2 separate regions of the Callithrix jacchus genome follow, and region 2 is linked to region 1. Evidence: chromatin contacts called from public Hi-C data. All regions are on one chromosome and are shown on one strand. Each heading gives the region's core, a stretch centred on a gene start, on an enhancer-like site or on the middle of the called end of the contact. The rest is flanking DNA. Distances are from core to core; before and after follow the strand shown.

Evidence for each region. A called contact is a pair of places that touch in the nucleus more often than the background predicts.
Region 2: a Hi-C map of induced pluripotent stem cells shows a contact between it and region 1, with 3 times the contacts expected there. The contact joins two enhancer-like sites. A contact is called at or near these places in 3 of 3 Hi-C or Micro-C datasets (induced pluripotent stem cells and skeletal muscle).

Annotation. Positions count from the first base shown.
Region 1 is chr6:18,254,817-18,262,735 of calJac240_pri, reverse strand. It overlaps the pseudogene LOC100409132. Among named protein-coding and RNA genes, the nearest start is that of ABHD2, 15 kb to the left of the region's middle. Within about 2 kb of position 3,530, at least 3 of the 16 cell types and tissues checked have an H3K27ac peak or open chromatin away from gene starts, as enhancers often do.
Region 2 is chr6:18,369,351-18,377,269 of calJac240_pri, reverse strand. It overlaps ABHD2 (abhydrolase domain containing 2, acylglycerol lipase), which reads right to left. Exons shown (of 11, transcript XM_078326736.1): 6 at 6,090-6,273; 7 at 337-429. Among named protein-coding and RNA genes, the nearest start is that of FANCI, 15 kb to the left of the region's middle. Within about 2 kb of position 3,544, at least 2 of the 16 cell types and tissues checked have an H3K27ac peak or open chromatin away from gene starts, as enhancers often do.

The sequences.
Region 1 (7,919 bases), core at 2,281-4,780:
GAAAGGAGAATCACTTAAACCCAGGAGGCAGAGGTAGCAGGGAGTTGAGATCGTTCCACTATACCTGAGCTTGGGAAACAATGAGATTCTGTCTCAAAAAAACAAAATTTCCTACACCTTCCAGCTCCTATCCTTGGCATCCACACACACAGGCCCCATGCTGCCCAAGACCCAGGGAGCAGATCAGACATGACATAAGACATCTGTGTCATCAAAATAGGACAGCTTGTCTGTCCCATCGTCATCCCCCACCTCCGCTGTCATGCCAGCCTCTGTGCTCCTCCACCTCATGAGATTTTCTAGAACAAGAACAGCCCTCCCCGAGAGGCACCCCAATGCTCTCCAAGGCGGAGCTCTTCCTGCAGTCCTATGAGCTCCCCTCTGCAGCAAAAGGAAGCATGGCTCAGCCAGGCACAGCGGCTTGTCCTGTGCGTTCCCTCTGGGAACTACTCGGTGGTGACGCTGCTGCTGCTGCCTAGGGGTGATGTGGACTGGGGGACTTGCTACCTGATGGAGGAGAAGCTGCTGTGGCCACTCCCACAGCTGTCCAGGGCCAACATGCTGGCAGAGTTCTACCAGCTCAGATGCCGCCTGCTGCAGGATCTCTGGGAGTATGAGTCCTGCCCTGGGCTGTGCCACCCTTCTCCCTGGGAGCCCTTTGCCTTGTGGGCACAGCAGCAGGCCCATGCAGGGGCAGGTACTGTGGGGGCACAGGGAAGCCTGCAGAGGCTTGTGGCATCACAGTGCCAGGCCCAGAGCTTATTGGACTTCCCAAGGTCCTATGGGACTAGGGCTGAGGCTGCACATCCTGCTTTTCTCCAGATTATAAGTCCTGGCCCAGCAGTGCAGCCAAGGGCGGTGCTGGGATCATCAGCTCTGGGCTCCTGAGAAGCTTGCCTGTGGCTCAGGTGAGTCTGCTAACATCAGTGGACTCCGCTTCCTCTACTGTCAAATGCAGGTAACCACGTGGCTCGCTCACATGAGTAAGGGGCATGTAGAGTTCTTAATGCACGAGGGAGCCCCTCATGTCCGCGGGGGAGCCACTGTACCCAGGCTTGGCAAGGAGCGGTTTATCTGTGTGTAACTCACATGGAGGCCTACGGCTCCCTAGAAGCGTGGGTGCAGTCAGGTCTAAGCAGCATGCTGATCTTGTTTAAAAAAAAACAGCCTGGTCTTGAAGTTCTGTGCATGTGACCATGGGCGCCTCTGTACCCCAGTTCTGATAGCTGACCACGGGGCTGGTAGTGCCTCCCTTGGGATGCTGGCCCTGGCCAACAGGCACCTGGCTGTACACGATGGATGGTGCTTTCCCGCCATGGGCACGAGTACACCCAAGGCACAGCTCAGGGGCCACACTGGCTAGACTGGTCAGACCTGCTCCTTCACAGGCCATCTCTTACCTACCCTGAACAGGGCAGGTCTGCAGGACACCGCTGTCATGTTTGAGGGAGCCGTTGGCCATCCACTTAACTGGTCAATGGTTCCCCCCCCACCCAATAGCTTCCTTGAGATTAAATGGATGACTTGTATGAATTTTCTTTTTTTTTTAGACTAGGTCTCACTCTGTTGTCATGGTTGGAGTGCAGTGGTGCGCTCTTGGCTCCCTGCACCCTTGACCTCCTGGGTTCAAGTGATCCTCCTGCTCAGCCCGGCAAAGTGCCCGGCTAATATGTAAATTTTAAGTGCACAATTCAGTGGCTTCTAGTTTATTCAGAGTTGTGCATGCCTCACCACAATTGATTTTAAAACGTTTTTATCATCCTAAAATGAAACCCTGTGGCTGCCAGTCTGCCTGCTGTGTCCATGGCTGTGCCTGCTCTGGACATCTGGTGTAAACAGAAGGATGACAATGTGGCCTCTGAGCCAGCACAGCAGTTTTGTAGCAGGTCTGGGGACTCCATTTCTTGTTAGGGCTGAATTGGGCCATAGCCCTTTAGCTCATGTCATCCTGAAGCTGGTGGGGGATCACTGGGCCTCTGGCTGCTGCACCAGGGAAGGGGGACTCCTGGCCTCAGGGCAGGCTAAGCTGGGGCTCTAGGCATTGGGGTGCCCAGCAGGTATTGTGCTCCCACTGCGGTGGGTGGAGCTGGCTCCACTCACCCTGCCTTTGGGGCTGCTTCTCCCCAGACCATGCCCTGGTGGCTGGGGCCCAGCACGTGGTGACTTTTGATGGCCAGGTGTGGAACCTCAGCGTCCAGTGCAGCAGCATCCTCCTGGCCCAAGACTTCGCTCACAACACATTCTCACTGATGCTGAGTCAGACAGGCTTGGGGCTCATGGCCCTGACCGTGGAGCTGAACCATGTGACCTTCATCTTCTACTCCAGCCTGCAGGTGAGGAGGAGAGGCCCGAGCTTCCCCTGGAGACCTGTGCCTGCGGCAGGTTGCCTGGGGGATGGCACTCTCAAGCTTGTCCCCTGGCTGTGGGTCAGCCCTCCTGCCCACTGGCCTACAGGCTGTACAGCTCCTCCCTGCCAGGGGATAGCTGTTCAGACCTCCAGCTGCCTTTTGCCATGAAAAGGAGAGATGTCCCCAGGATTGATCTGGCCAGTGAGGATGGGGTCTCAATCTCCTGTGATGTGCCCACTGGTCTCTGCAGCCTGACTGTGCACCTCTGGCACCACGGTAAGTCTGGGCCCTGGCGGAGTTGGCCCCACCACCAAGAGCCTCTTCGGGATGCACCATTCTCAGCTTCCAGTGCAACAGGTCCCCGAGCTGTAGGTGGCCACTGTGGTTGAGAAGATGGCACTGAGGCCCAGGGCTTTCTGCCCCCATTCCTTGGATATGTGGCTCCAAGGTGGAGTTGGCCTTTCTGTGGTCCCTCTGCCAAGGAACACAAAGGGTAGGCCTGGATTCTGGCCACTCGGGCTGAGGATGTGGAGACGGGATGGGGGGAACACACGCTGTCCTCAGTCCCTGTGCTTTCTCTCCTCCTGCTGATGAGGGTTTGGAGCCAGAGCTCTAGGAGTCTGGGGTAGAGGGATTCTACCAATCCTCCGTGTGCCTGAGGCTCATCTCATACAGGACCCCTGAGGGAGGATCATGGGCTCTCAGGACCTCCTCAGCTTCCTTCCTCCCCACAGGCATATCCGCTGGCCTTCTGGACACCAACGACAATGAAGCAGGCACTGATCTGATGTTACTGGATGGCTCTGGCCCAAAGCCTGGAGGAGCTCAGCCTGGCCTGGCAGGTGAGCAGGTGCACCTGCCCTTCCTCCCTCTGGCTGAGGCTCTTGAGGGCTGCTCCCTGCAGAGTCCCAGGAAAGGCAGGTGGCCTGCTGGCTCTGCAGAGGCCTTTGCAGACCCAGCACTGGGGGGAGTCTCCTGCTGAGGCTGATGTATGTGGGGAAGCCACATGGTCCAGCGGGAGGCCTGAATCTTGTGTCTGTCCCACCAGGTGGATGGTGTCTGCAGGGCCACCGAGAAGACTCAGCTGACCTGCGCAGGACAGAGCCCCACCTGCCGGGCCTACTTCCAGGACCCCCGTCCAGCTTGGGGAATGCCTTCCAGGTGGTGAGTGTGAGCCTGGGCCCTGGGGCACAGCAAGCCCTTTCCCCAGTCTACCCTGGGGAGTGGCATGGAGCAGAGGCCTAGGCTAGAGACAGTGACTGGATGGCCCTGATTTCAGGTGGAGCCTGCACCATTCCTTAGCCTGTGTGCGCAGAACCCCTGGGGCACCCGGGAGCTCCAGCCTGCCTGCACTCTGGCAGCCATTTACCTCCACCTCTGTGCCTGTAGCTTCATGTCCCTGGCCCTCCTCCACAGTGCTGTAAGCTGCCCCAGCCGGCTGGCACTCTGCCCCCTGGCTGGCATTTGCCTTCCAGCTGGAGGGAAAACCCGTTTCTCTCTCTCTTGTCAGGGAGAACAAATAATTGTCATTCAAGGAGCTAAGAGTCAAAACAAATCATTTAAGGCCTGATACAGCTTGGATGTGTGTCCCCTCCAAATCTCACGTTTATTAGAGGGTATACATCCCTCATGGATGGCTTAGCATCCTGCGTTTGGTGAAGCGTGAGTTCTTGCTCTATTAGTTCACCTGAGAGCAGTTTGTTTATAAAGAGCCTGGCCCTTCCTCTCTCTCTTTGCACCCACTCCCATTTCTGCCATGATCGTAAGCTTCCCGAGGCCTTGCCAGAAGCCAAGCAGATGCTGGAGCTGTGCTTATACAGCCTGCAGAACTGTGAGTCAATTATCTCTCTTATTTATGATCTACCCAGGCTGGAGTGTAGTGGCACAATCTCACCTCACTGCAACTTCTACCTCCCAGGATCAAGCAATGCTCCTGCCTCAGCCTCCCAAAAATACAGGCAGGTATTTTTGTAGAGATGGTGTTTTTCTATGTTGGCCGGGCTGGTCATGAATTCCTGACCTCTGGTGATCCACCTGCTTCCGCCTCCCAAAGTGCTGGATGACAGGCGTGAGCCACCGCGCCCAGCCTCACTAGGGATTTGAATGTCCACTATCGTTTAGAAAAATGCTCAGCCCCCATTTTCCCTCTGCTCTCATACTGCAAAAATCATCATCAATACAGAAGATGACTTCTGTGAGCAAACGTGTGGGGGTTTGTCCCCACTACCAGGGCGGACCTCTAATTCAGTTCTAACACTAGCTACCTTGAGATTCTTCAGCCAGTGAAGCCCCACTAAAAGGGTATAGAGGTCAGTATCAACAAGAGGAGTGGACCGCCAAGAGCTACAGATGCCAGAATTAGTGGCTGCCATTCACAGACATTTAAAACTTCATCAATTGGAAAATACGACAAAGGGAGGATGAAATGAGATGATCCAACATGTCTCAAAGAAATTCCAGGTCAGGTGTGGTGGCTCATCCCTGTAATCCCAGCATGTGGGAGGCCAAGGTGAGTGGATCACCTAAGGTCAGGAGTTTGAGACCAATCTGGACAACATGGTGAAAACCCATCTCTACTAAAAATACAAAAATCAGCCAGGAGTGGTGGTGTGTGCCTTTTTTTTTTTTTTTTTTTTTTTTTTTTGGTTAGAACAACTCAGCAAAATAAAATTCCTGTTTATTGTTGGACAACATTGTTTCACACATACATCAAACAGGTCAAAAAAAAATAAACAGCAACTTCATAGACAAAAAAGGAAAAAAAGAAAACCTTTTAATCTTTGGCCTTTTAACCATCTCATACAAACCAACTACGTATAGTCCAGCTAAGTACATTCCAGTACACAACCAAGGTACTGGAATGCTCGAAATACGATTGTTTTTCTGTTGTCTTTTTCGCTTTTTTTTACAAGGTTTTTTTCTCCTTTGAGATTATAATGAACATGGTCACACCACAAGTAAAGTCGGAAGTAGGACAGAGAACGCTCGGAAGGCTGGTTTGGTCATCCGAGATCATTAAAAATGGCTGACCCTAACAATATGTACAAAAATATAAAATGTAAATAAAAAATACAAACAAATTTCCTTTTTAAAGTACTTTTAAGAAAAAAAGCAGGACCTTGGAAGTTTTGGTTCTTTTTTCCTCCCCTGTTGCAAATTTTCATGGTTTGGGTTGGGTAGTGGAGAGCGCATCGTTCGTCTGCAGGTGGCACTGCCCGCGTTGGGCGGGCGGGCTGGCCTCTCTACTTGAAGGTGACCTCGTTTAGATTCTGAGAAGGGAAGTGGAGGGTGAATAGGTCATGGCGGCCTTTTTTTGTTTGTTTGTTTTTTAGTTTAACTTTTCCTTTTTTGCTGTCTAATCCTCATTGACATCATCATCCTCATTATCTTCAGCTGCCTACTTGCCCGTAGCAGACTCAGCTTCCTCATCTTCATCTCCATCCTCCTCCTCACCATCACCTTCTTCCTCCTCCTCTTCCTCCCCACCTTCTTCCTCTTCTTCATCTACCTTGTTGTCAGCCTCCTGCTCCCCATTTTCCTCATTCGCATTCCCATTAGCAGGGGCGTCTCTTCCATTTTCCGCCTCTTCCACAACTTCCTTCTTCTCCTTCAAGTCCTTGGTGGCGATTTCAGAGCTGGTGTCTACCGCTGCGTCTGACATGGTGGGGCCCGCCGGTGATCCGATGCGGGGGATTAAAAAAGCGAGATTTCAAGGACTCTGGCGATAAAGCTGCCAGAGTCTGCAACGGCGAAGGAGACGCGCGGCTGCGGCGAACAAGGAGTGGGACGAGGAACAATGCAAAGATGGCTTTTCAGAGCAGCCAGTCGGTGTGTGCCTTTAATCCCAGCTCCTCAGGAGGCTGAGGCCAGAGAAATGCTTGAACCCAGAAGGTGGAGGTGGCAATGAGCCAAGATCTTGCCACTGCACTCCAGCCTGGTGACAGAGTGAGAGTCTGCCTCAAAAAAAAAAAAAAAAAAAAAAAATCCAGAATGAAAACAGACAGGACCCAGGACCCTTTAGAGTCAGGAGGCACAATCCCCAATACAGTAAATCCATCCGTACCTAGACCCATCCAAACACAATTGCAGAAAAGACAAAAGGTCCTAAAAGCTACTGAGGAGGGTGGAAAGAAGGAAGAACATGTTGACAATTACTTTCCCACCAGCAGCAACAGAAGACAGTGAAGTAAGAGAAAGTAGGCATGAGGCTAGAGTTTCTATCCAGCTCAACTATTACTTAATGAAGTAGCCTCTCAGCACTGATCTGTCTAGAGATCTCGTTACCACAAATGGACACTTACTCAAGGGACACATTCACATGTTTATTTACATACTGTCTGTGTCTGCTTTCCTGCTACAGGGGCAGAGTATCTGCAAGGGAGACCACATTTTTGCTTTCTGAAAGACGCAGTTAGGAGGATGGAAAGATAAGCTACAGATTGGGAAAAATGTTTACAAACCACCTAGCAGACCAAGGACTCATCTCTAGAATACATAAAGAAGGCAAAGCTCAAAAGTAGGTCACACTTTTATTCCTAGCACTTTGGGAGGCTGAGGTGAGATGGCTTGAACCCGGGAGGGCAAGGCTGCAGTGAGGCATGACTACACTCCTGGCTGCATGACAGAGTGAGAGCTTGTCTCTCAAAACAAAACCTCCAAAGTAAAAAATGGGAAATAAACACATCAAGAATGTTTGCACCCCCAGCCATAGAGAAACAAGGTAGTGCTGCACACCTGAGCTCCAGTGAGTTCTGGCATGGGTTGGTGAGTTGCAGGGACTCTGCGGCATAGAGCATTAGTTGAACAGCCAAATGGCCAGGTTGTGATTTCAGCATCCACTGATGAGCGCACTATAAAAAGCACTGTTCTAGTACCAAAAAGGTGGTGGCTGCTGAGAATAAAGCTAGGGTTAGAGGCAGGAACCAAGAGAGGAATAGAGGGAGGGAGGGAGAGAAAGAAAAGAAAAGAGAAAAGAAAGGAAGAGAAAAGAAATGAGAAAAACATATACACCTTGTGGCCAGGGAATTCCACGGTTATGGATTTACTCTGCAGAGAGAATGGTGTTCACCACGGAATAATTGTAACAGGAAACCTGGGAAAAACTCAAGAGTACTTCATCATGAAACTGGCTGAATACATTCCATTCCATGGACTATTACATGGTCATTCACACTACATGGGTGACGCTGATTTTTTTAGGTGGCTGTATTAACTCCACATGCTGATTGTGTGCATAGATTATCTCAGAAAGGAATCACCAAACAAACCCTAACAGCGGTTGGCTTTGAGGAGGGGTGGGAGAGCGGCTTTGAGGCTGCACCAACACCAACCAATAAAACTTTTTGCAATGAGGAACATATTTCCGGGCCATCTGCAGCTGTGGAGAACCTGAAATGCGGCAGCCAAATAACCAATAGTTTTTGAACTTTGACTCATTTAAATGCATGGCCTATTATTTTTAGTTGTAGAACTTAGAACTTAACAGAATAGTATTTAGATTGTATTACTCTAAATGAAATCTACCATAGAATTTAAATTGTACCACTGAATGCTGATATATAAAAAGATTGC
Region 2 (7,919 bases), core at 2,295-4,794, 110 kb before region 1:
CCTGAGTAGCTGGGATTACAGGTGCCACCACCACGTCTGGCTAATTTTTGGTAGAGACAGGGTTTTACCATGTTGGCCAGGCTGATCTCGAACTTCTGGCCTCACATGATCTGCCTGCCTCATCCTCCCAAAGTTCTGGAGTTACAGGCATGAGCCACCACGCCTGGACAAGACAAGTTTGTTTCTAATCGAGTCACAAATGCAGGGAGCAGAGAGTCTGTATCACCCCTGCATTTTTTTTTCCCTGAAGGAACAGGAGTCCTGGCTTTCCATGGCTCCCAGATGAGCTCAGGAAGGAACTGTCTGTCACCTGAGAGAGAACAGAAGGTGACCTACCTGTGCGAGAGGATGATCTTCTTCATGTTGTCGGCCATGAGGAAGTTGTAGAAGCGCCGGCACTGATCCCACTGCATGAAGGTTTCCTGGGCCCTGGAAGAACCACAGCGAGTGAGGGCGACTGCGGTGTGGGGGTGTGGGTGGGCAGCTGGGAGGGGGCTCTAGCCATGGGGCAAGGTGCTTGCGTGGAGAGAGCCAGCTCTCAGGCTGTGGCCTCTGCATTAAAACAGAGGCTCTAATGTGCAGAGCTCTAACATCTGTGGAGAAATCTATGGCGACACCAAGACAGCGCAGCAGAAGGGGATCCTGGGAAAGGCCCTCTTGAGCACCAGAGGCTTTGTTGGTGGCACTCCTGACACTCTCTTCTAGCACCTGGCCCTTCTCTCAGTCACTGAGCCTGCCAGGATCAAGTCTGCTTCAATTGTCAGGTGAACGCTTTCTGTATTTAGTGTCCTAACTGGCAGGCCAATTTTTTGGTTTACCGACAGGCACATGAAAGGGGAGAGTGGGTGTGGAGGGGAAACCTAAAAAAACTTCTGTCTTGCTGATCAAGCGGTAAAGGAAAATCATTAATTGGGATCTCCGCCAAGTAAAACTATCTTTTAATTAGGCTTATGCAATTGAAGAGGCAAGGAAACCGAAGTGCCAGGAGTTCCAGGCATGGCTGGTGGGCTGGTCCAGAAGCATGCCTGCCTACTGGGCTAGTGTGTGACTGGCACATGCCAGGTGGCTGTGAGGGCCACCCTCTAACTCTTATGTGGTGGCACTTGGCAGGTAATGTTATCCCTGTTTTCCAGAGCCCAGGTTCTGCAGCAGTCCACGGAGAGGGAGGAGGCAGCACCACCAGCCCTGTCCATGTGCTTCCCCAGCCAGATTTCCATGCCTACACAGTAGGTGAATGAACACCAGTTTTATTAGTTTATTTAACTATCTCCCATGCTGGACATGTGGATTATTTCTAACTTGGCACTGTAAGAGAGTAATCCTCTAGTGGGGCAAAACCAGGACCAGACCAGCCCCCAGAGAGAGAAAGGGGGCACGGTCCTAGGCAGGCTGGCCAAGCCCGGCCTTGAACAGTCAGGCCTCTGGGAAGAGGGACGGTGGAGCCTCTGTACCCAAAAGACCTAGCCAGAAGGTTCTGGGCTGGTAGCTGGTTGCCCTTCAGGGACAGAGCCAATCTGTAGAGAGGTCATCACCTCTACCTCGTTCAGCTTAAAAGCGTGAGCACAAAAAAACCATGTTTGTACCACACAAGAGGTGGGCCAAGAGTTTTTGGTACCTGCCAGGCTAGGCTTTGTTAGTTCCATTGGGGTGGAAGGATGGGACAGAAAGATGGACTTCAGACTAGGGTAGGGATGGCCACCTACCAAGCCCCTTTCTTTCTTAACAGAACCTTTCCCCTTTTACAGGATGTACATTCACAGGAATCAGTTAGAATCAAAGAGTATGAAAGAGTATGCATATGGTGCCTCGTTATTCTGATAAAAAATTAACAACAAAATAAACAAAAAGCCCTGAGGCACTAAGGGCAACCGTGGGGTCAGGTCGACATCACAGGCCAGTGGTGGGAAGCTGAGCTGTTTCCCAGGTTGAAGTTCTGTTCACAGAGTCTCACTTAAATGCTGCGGTTTTCCCCTCTTCGTTTGATTATGATTCAAAGTCATTGATGGCACAAAGTGACTGTATTTTACAGCTCTTCAACTATAAAAACAAACTTTAGGAAAGTCCCAGTCTCTGGGGGAACTTTACGAATGATAACATTTGCTTTTGTCATAAACTCATTTCTAGCCTGGAATTTGCCCATCAAAAGCAAAAGAGATAATACCCCCTATATTTGGCAGGAAAAGTGGTACCTGCCTCTGCCTGAGGTAAGAAGGCCTTGTTCAAAGAACTCTAGGATATTCAGGTGGCCAAGTCTTAGTGACCCAACACATTCACTTAGCCAGGAGTGTAAGTGCCTTTCAGGAGGTTTGACCCAACACGTTCACTTAGCCAGGAGGATAAGCGCCTTTCAGGAGATTCTAAACGCTTCTCTGATAATTCCTCTACATATTCACTTAGCCAGGAGCATAAGAGCCTTTGAGGAAGTTTGAAATGCTCCTCTGATAATTCCTCTACTGTCCTGTAAGGCAGTGGTCCTTGGGACTGGTTTTGTGGAAGATAGCTTCAGGATGATTCAAGCACATTATATTTATAGTGCACTTTTTCCCTATTATTATTATATTATAATACATAATGAAATAATTATACAACTCACTATAATGTAGAATCAGTGGGATCCCTGAGCTTATTTTCCTGCAACTAGACAGTCCCATCTGGGGGTGACGGGAGACAGTGACAGATCATCAGGTATTAGATTCCCATAAGGTGGGTGCAACCTTGATCCCTCACATGTGTGGTTCACAGTAAGGCTCACCCTCCTATGAGAATCCAATGCCACAGCTGATCTGACAGGAGGCGGAGCTCAGGCCATCATGTGAGCGACGGTAAGGGGCAGTAAATGCAGATGAAGCTTCACCCACTACTTCCCCACTGTGACCCGCCCACCACTCACCTCCTGCTGTGTAGCCCAGTTCCTAACAGCGGTTTGGGACCCTTGCTGTAAGAGGCTTCTGCCCCTGGTCTGAGCCCTGTGCTACCGTCCTCCTCACCCTCACCTCCTTCAGAAATCCCTCCTCACCCTCACCTTCTTCAGAAATCCCTCCTCACTGACCCCCCCGACTTGACTGAGGACCTCCTTGGTACCCATATGCCTAACGTGTAATATGTTAGTAACATGCATTTGTTGGTCTGTGGCTTTGTAGCTATCACTCTATTATCTTAAGTGCTGTGACATCCTCAGATACAGAGACTATCTTTTATACCCAACTGCAATAAAATGCTTTTTAGTTTTATTATTGGTCAATTCTGCAATGTAGGATTGTTAAGGGCTTTCTTGGGAAAGAAGAATTTATTTTACCTGAAACCAGACCAAAAATGCTTCCCTCCCCATTTTCTTTAAGCTCCACGAGGGAGGGAATTTAGTCTGCCTTGTGCAGGGCTGTGTCCCCATTACCTAGGAAGATGTCTGACCACACAGAGTCCCCGGGCGGGTTGGCAGCTGTTTCTGCGGAGGGACAGGTTAAAGCCTGCTGGATGCCAGGTGATTTCAGGGCATTTGTGTTCCTCCTTCAGTGGTTCAGCACACGGTAAAAGGTGAGCTAGTTTAGCAGCAGCTAGACTTTGCTAACTACAGCAAGCAGGTAGCTGGCTTCTCTTTGCACCTTCAGTGGGCTCTGGCTGGATGGGAGATGAACTACAGGAGGAGAAGCCAGAGGGAGGGGATTACTGAGGAAGCAGGACTCCAGGCTCAGCTAGGAGAGATTTACCAGACGCATGAACTCTCGTGTGGCCCCTGCAGAGGCAGACAGGCCTCCCAGCTCCACCTCGGTGTGATGGGAATCACTTATGCAGCCGCCACCATCCCAGTGCCGAAAGGCTCACCGCCCTCAAGCCTTGGCAGGAAAAAAAAAGTTATGCTGGTTTAAAGTAAGGGACTGTGTTCCATCTGTTCCATAGACCTGGTTTAAATGCTGAGGGCACCTGAGCCTTGCACTGGCACACACAGGCCAGCGGTGTCTCTCTGACCTGCTGCCAGTTCCCATATGCAGGGCCACACGATCAGCCTAGAGGTTAGTTCTCTGTGCTCCAGAGAATAAAGTTGCAACTTGCTCCTCATTGCGGGAGGTTGGTGAGCCAATAGTTATGTGTATGAAGCCCTCTGAGGTCTCAGGGAAGAGGCTATGTAGGCTACGCCTGCGAAATGTAAAGCACCTCACAGATTTTAGTTTCTTAGCTTCTTGAGCCGTCTTTACCTTAGTTCAAACACTTTAGTTTGCAGTGTCAATCGTGTGCTCTTGCTGACAGCAGAGGGCGCTATCGTAGCAAAATGAGATGAAGCGATTGTCATTTCAGATTTTGTGCATTGAAAAAGGAAAAGAAAACAAACGTCCAAGCTCCCTTGGATCCTGGGGTAGGCCCTTGCTCATGTCTTTCTTATCCAAGTAACTGGGCCCGATAGGATTTTGGTTACTTCTGGTTACACATGGCTATGAACTGGGAGTTGGATATTTCTAGTCACACCAAGATAAAGGCACATGTCCTCTCAGCTGACTCCCCAGTGTCCAGAGGAGTGAAGGAAAAGATTCCTGGTAGGAAGATCAGGGACTAGGCTGGTCCTGGAACACGAGAGCTGGTGAGACCACTGAGGTCACTAATCCCAGGGACTGCTAAACATCAAAAGTCACCTATGAAATGTGTCCAAAATGTAGATTTCTGGGGTTCCAGTCCTCCAACTTCATGAATCAAAATTTTCAAGGGTGGGGCCCAAGAAACAGAATTTCTTTCTAACACGATCTTCCAGGTGATTCCTTCTGAAGTGAGGCAGTCACTAGTTCATGGGATCCATCTTTGTGATCTGCAGATCTAACCCACCTCCTTCATTTTACAGCGAATGATGATGATGACAATAATGGAAATGAAGAGTGGCTTATGTTCTGTGTGCTGGGCACCGTTCTAAGCACTTCATAGGTATCAACTCGTTGGACTCTCAGTGATGCTATGAGGTAGGTACCCCTTATTATCATCAAGCCCATATTGCTGGCAAGGAAAACCGGAACCCAGACCTTGGCTCTGGGACTCAGGAAGGGTTTCATCAGAGATGTTTCTGTCTATTGTGGGTACATTTAGATCATCTTTTTTGGCCAGCTTTAAGCCTCCTCATAGGGAGAGGCTGAATCCTGGGCCCACATGTGCCTTTTGGGTATACTGGCTTTAAGATCCAGTAATATGTATTTTTAGAAATAATATAGATAGCCTCTATCTATCGGAAAACAACAAGGTATGTTTAAACTGCAGCATGAGATGTACAGGTGAGGCAAAAAGGAAAGATTCTTTGAATAACGATAATAACTGTTTAGCATTAGACTGGGGATCAATAGGGAGGTGTTTTTAAACTTTCTTGTGTTTAAAATTTAATTTTAGAATTTTTTCAGAAGATTGCAAATAACTGGTTATACTCATTTGTAATACAAGACACCAGGAAGAGTACGGAAAAAAATATGAATGTATTTGAAGAGCCTGGAGAGGTGTGTGTGTATGGTGTGAGTGTGGTGACTCTCGAGAGACCTGGGACAGCAGTGATCCTGAGGGGAATCAGAGCAGATGACCACGCCCTCCTAGGACTCATCCTGTGGGGTATCTGCGGCAGGAGACTAAGGGGTGGGAGAAAGCTTGACCCAGTAGATCCTTTGTGATGATGTTTGGGATGCCTAAGAGAGACAAGCAATAAATGATTTCTACAAATCCCTTCCAGGTGTCATCTGAGACTCAGCTCTTCCTCAGGAAGGAAAAATCTGGGATCATCAAACCCAGCTTTCCCATCCCAGCTTGCCAGTCTCCTGTGCTCTTTCATTAACCCACGGTTCCATAAAACTCCTGAAGCCTGAACAAATTAAGTCACCTCACAGAGATTCCCTAGGGAAACAGCAACTATCAAAGGGGGTTTTGACTTCTCCAATTACAGATCTGATCCCAAAATGCAGCTGCACATCCTGGGCTTACGGGGTCTGATGGGACAACTCCAATGCATGATATGTAAACAAAATAAGGTGAGTCCAAGACTCAAGAAACTTCCGCTCAGTTGGCCACAGTGTTCCCCAGCTTCACAGACCAGCGTGCTGTGCAGGCCCTGATGAAAGACAGAGATGACTCACCTCAGTGCGCTGTACCCCTGACACACGCTGACGCAGCACAGGACCTTCTCTTGGTTTGCCTGAGTCTCCCCCAAGTATTTGCACACGATGTTACCACCCAGGCTGAAGCCCACGACGACCAGCTGGGTCAGGGGATATGTCTTCTTGATGTAGTTTACCATGGCTCCAAATTCCCAGGTGCAGCCTATGGGCAAAAGAGAGAGGTTGCTCAATCATTTCAGGTGCAGAGTATCTGGAGGAAATTCAAGCTGGAAGGTTACTAAATGGGTGCCAGTATGCTAAAAGAGAGAAAAATATATATGTGTATATATTCATGTGAGTGCGTAGGAGGGGAGAGAGAGACAGAGACACTCAGACACTGCTCTCTGGCTCTCCAGAGAGAGGTTCCTAGATGCCCCTTGGGATAAGAGGAAATGGCCTCCGCAGTGCCCAAGAGCAGAGGTACTATGTATCGAATGTACAACACTTCTTAAAAGGTAGGTCACAAGAACGCTGTCTAAACACTTATGGATATCAAAGCAGATTTCAGGGTATGCAGGAGCATGTATGTGCACACACAGATTTAAATAGCAAGACCAGCCTGGGCAAAATGGCAAGACCTCATCTCTACAAAAATAAAAAAATTAGCTGGGGACAGTGGTGTGTCCCTGTAGTCCCCACTACTCAGGAGGCTGAGGCAACAGGATCCCCTGAGCCGGGGAGACAGAGGCTACAATGAGCCATGATCGCATCCCTGTACTGCAGCCTGGGTAACAGAGTGAGACTCAGGCTCAAAAAAAAAGTAAGTAAGTAAATAAATAAAGCGAGAGCAAAATCCTTTGAGATTAGCTTCCTAGGCTATACATTGGGATGCTACACCCATGTGTATGATGATTCATGGTGTTAAGAAAAGTAGCAAGCGGATGTTATTTACAGGATCTTCTTGTCAGTGTTGGAAAGGAGAGGAAAGATGAACTTCAGTTCAGAGGGACTGCCAGGATGCTCTGAGGATTAGGGTAAAACGTTCTTGGTGACGTAGGGACAGGGTGCCAAGGGAGGCAGGCTCATTCAAAAATACACAGAGAACTCTGAACAGAGAGGGTGTTTGGGCCTCGTTTGCCCAGGAGAGATGATCTCAGCTGGTGTACCCTTGGGAAGTTACTGAAGCCATGTTATGTCTCAGCAACTTTGCTAAGAGGAGGAAGTGAATGGGCATATACAAGTGAAGGGATTCATCACATCCTTCTAAGGCCCAACCCCAAACTCCTCTGTAGGGAGCCAATTTAAAATCTCACAGGGAATGTTAGGGATGTCGACACAATAGACTGGTATGAGAAGAGTACGGATTTACATCGGAAACAGGAGTTGCCGACTTTGGCATCCCTAATAGATTTGAACAGCTCCTTCCCTGATCATCAAGGCATGGGGGACACTATCATTTGAACCTGGGGTAAACTCCCCTTAGACCCGGCTTCTTTTTGTATAGGATGTAGCCCAAACCAGGCCAGCACAACCCCATGTCGTTCTTAAGTTGCAGTGTGCATAGCATCACCTGGAGAGGGCGTTAGAAATGAGCATTCCTGGGCTTCGACCCCAGAGAAGCTGATTCCGTAAGATGGGGACCAAGCTCCGGAATCTACAGTGAATTTGTTTTTGAGTAATTCATGCCCATGATAGAAAATTCAAATGCTGTAGAAGATGGAGTGAAAGGTAAGTCTCCCATATTCTTTTAAAAAATACCAGTGGTAACTCATTTTTTCCCTTTACAATATGTCTTGCAATATTATGCATCCATACACTCAAACCTGCCCTATTCTCTTTATTTTTATTTTAAATGGGGTATAACATGCC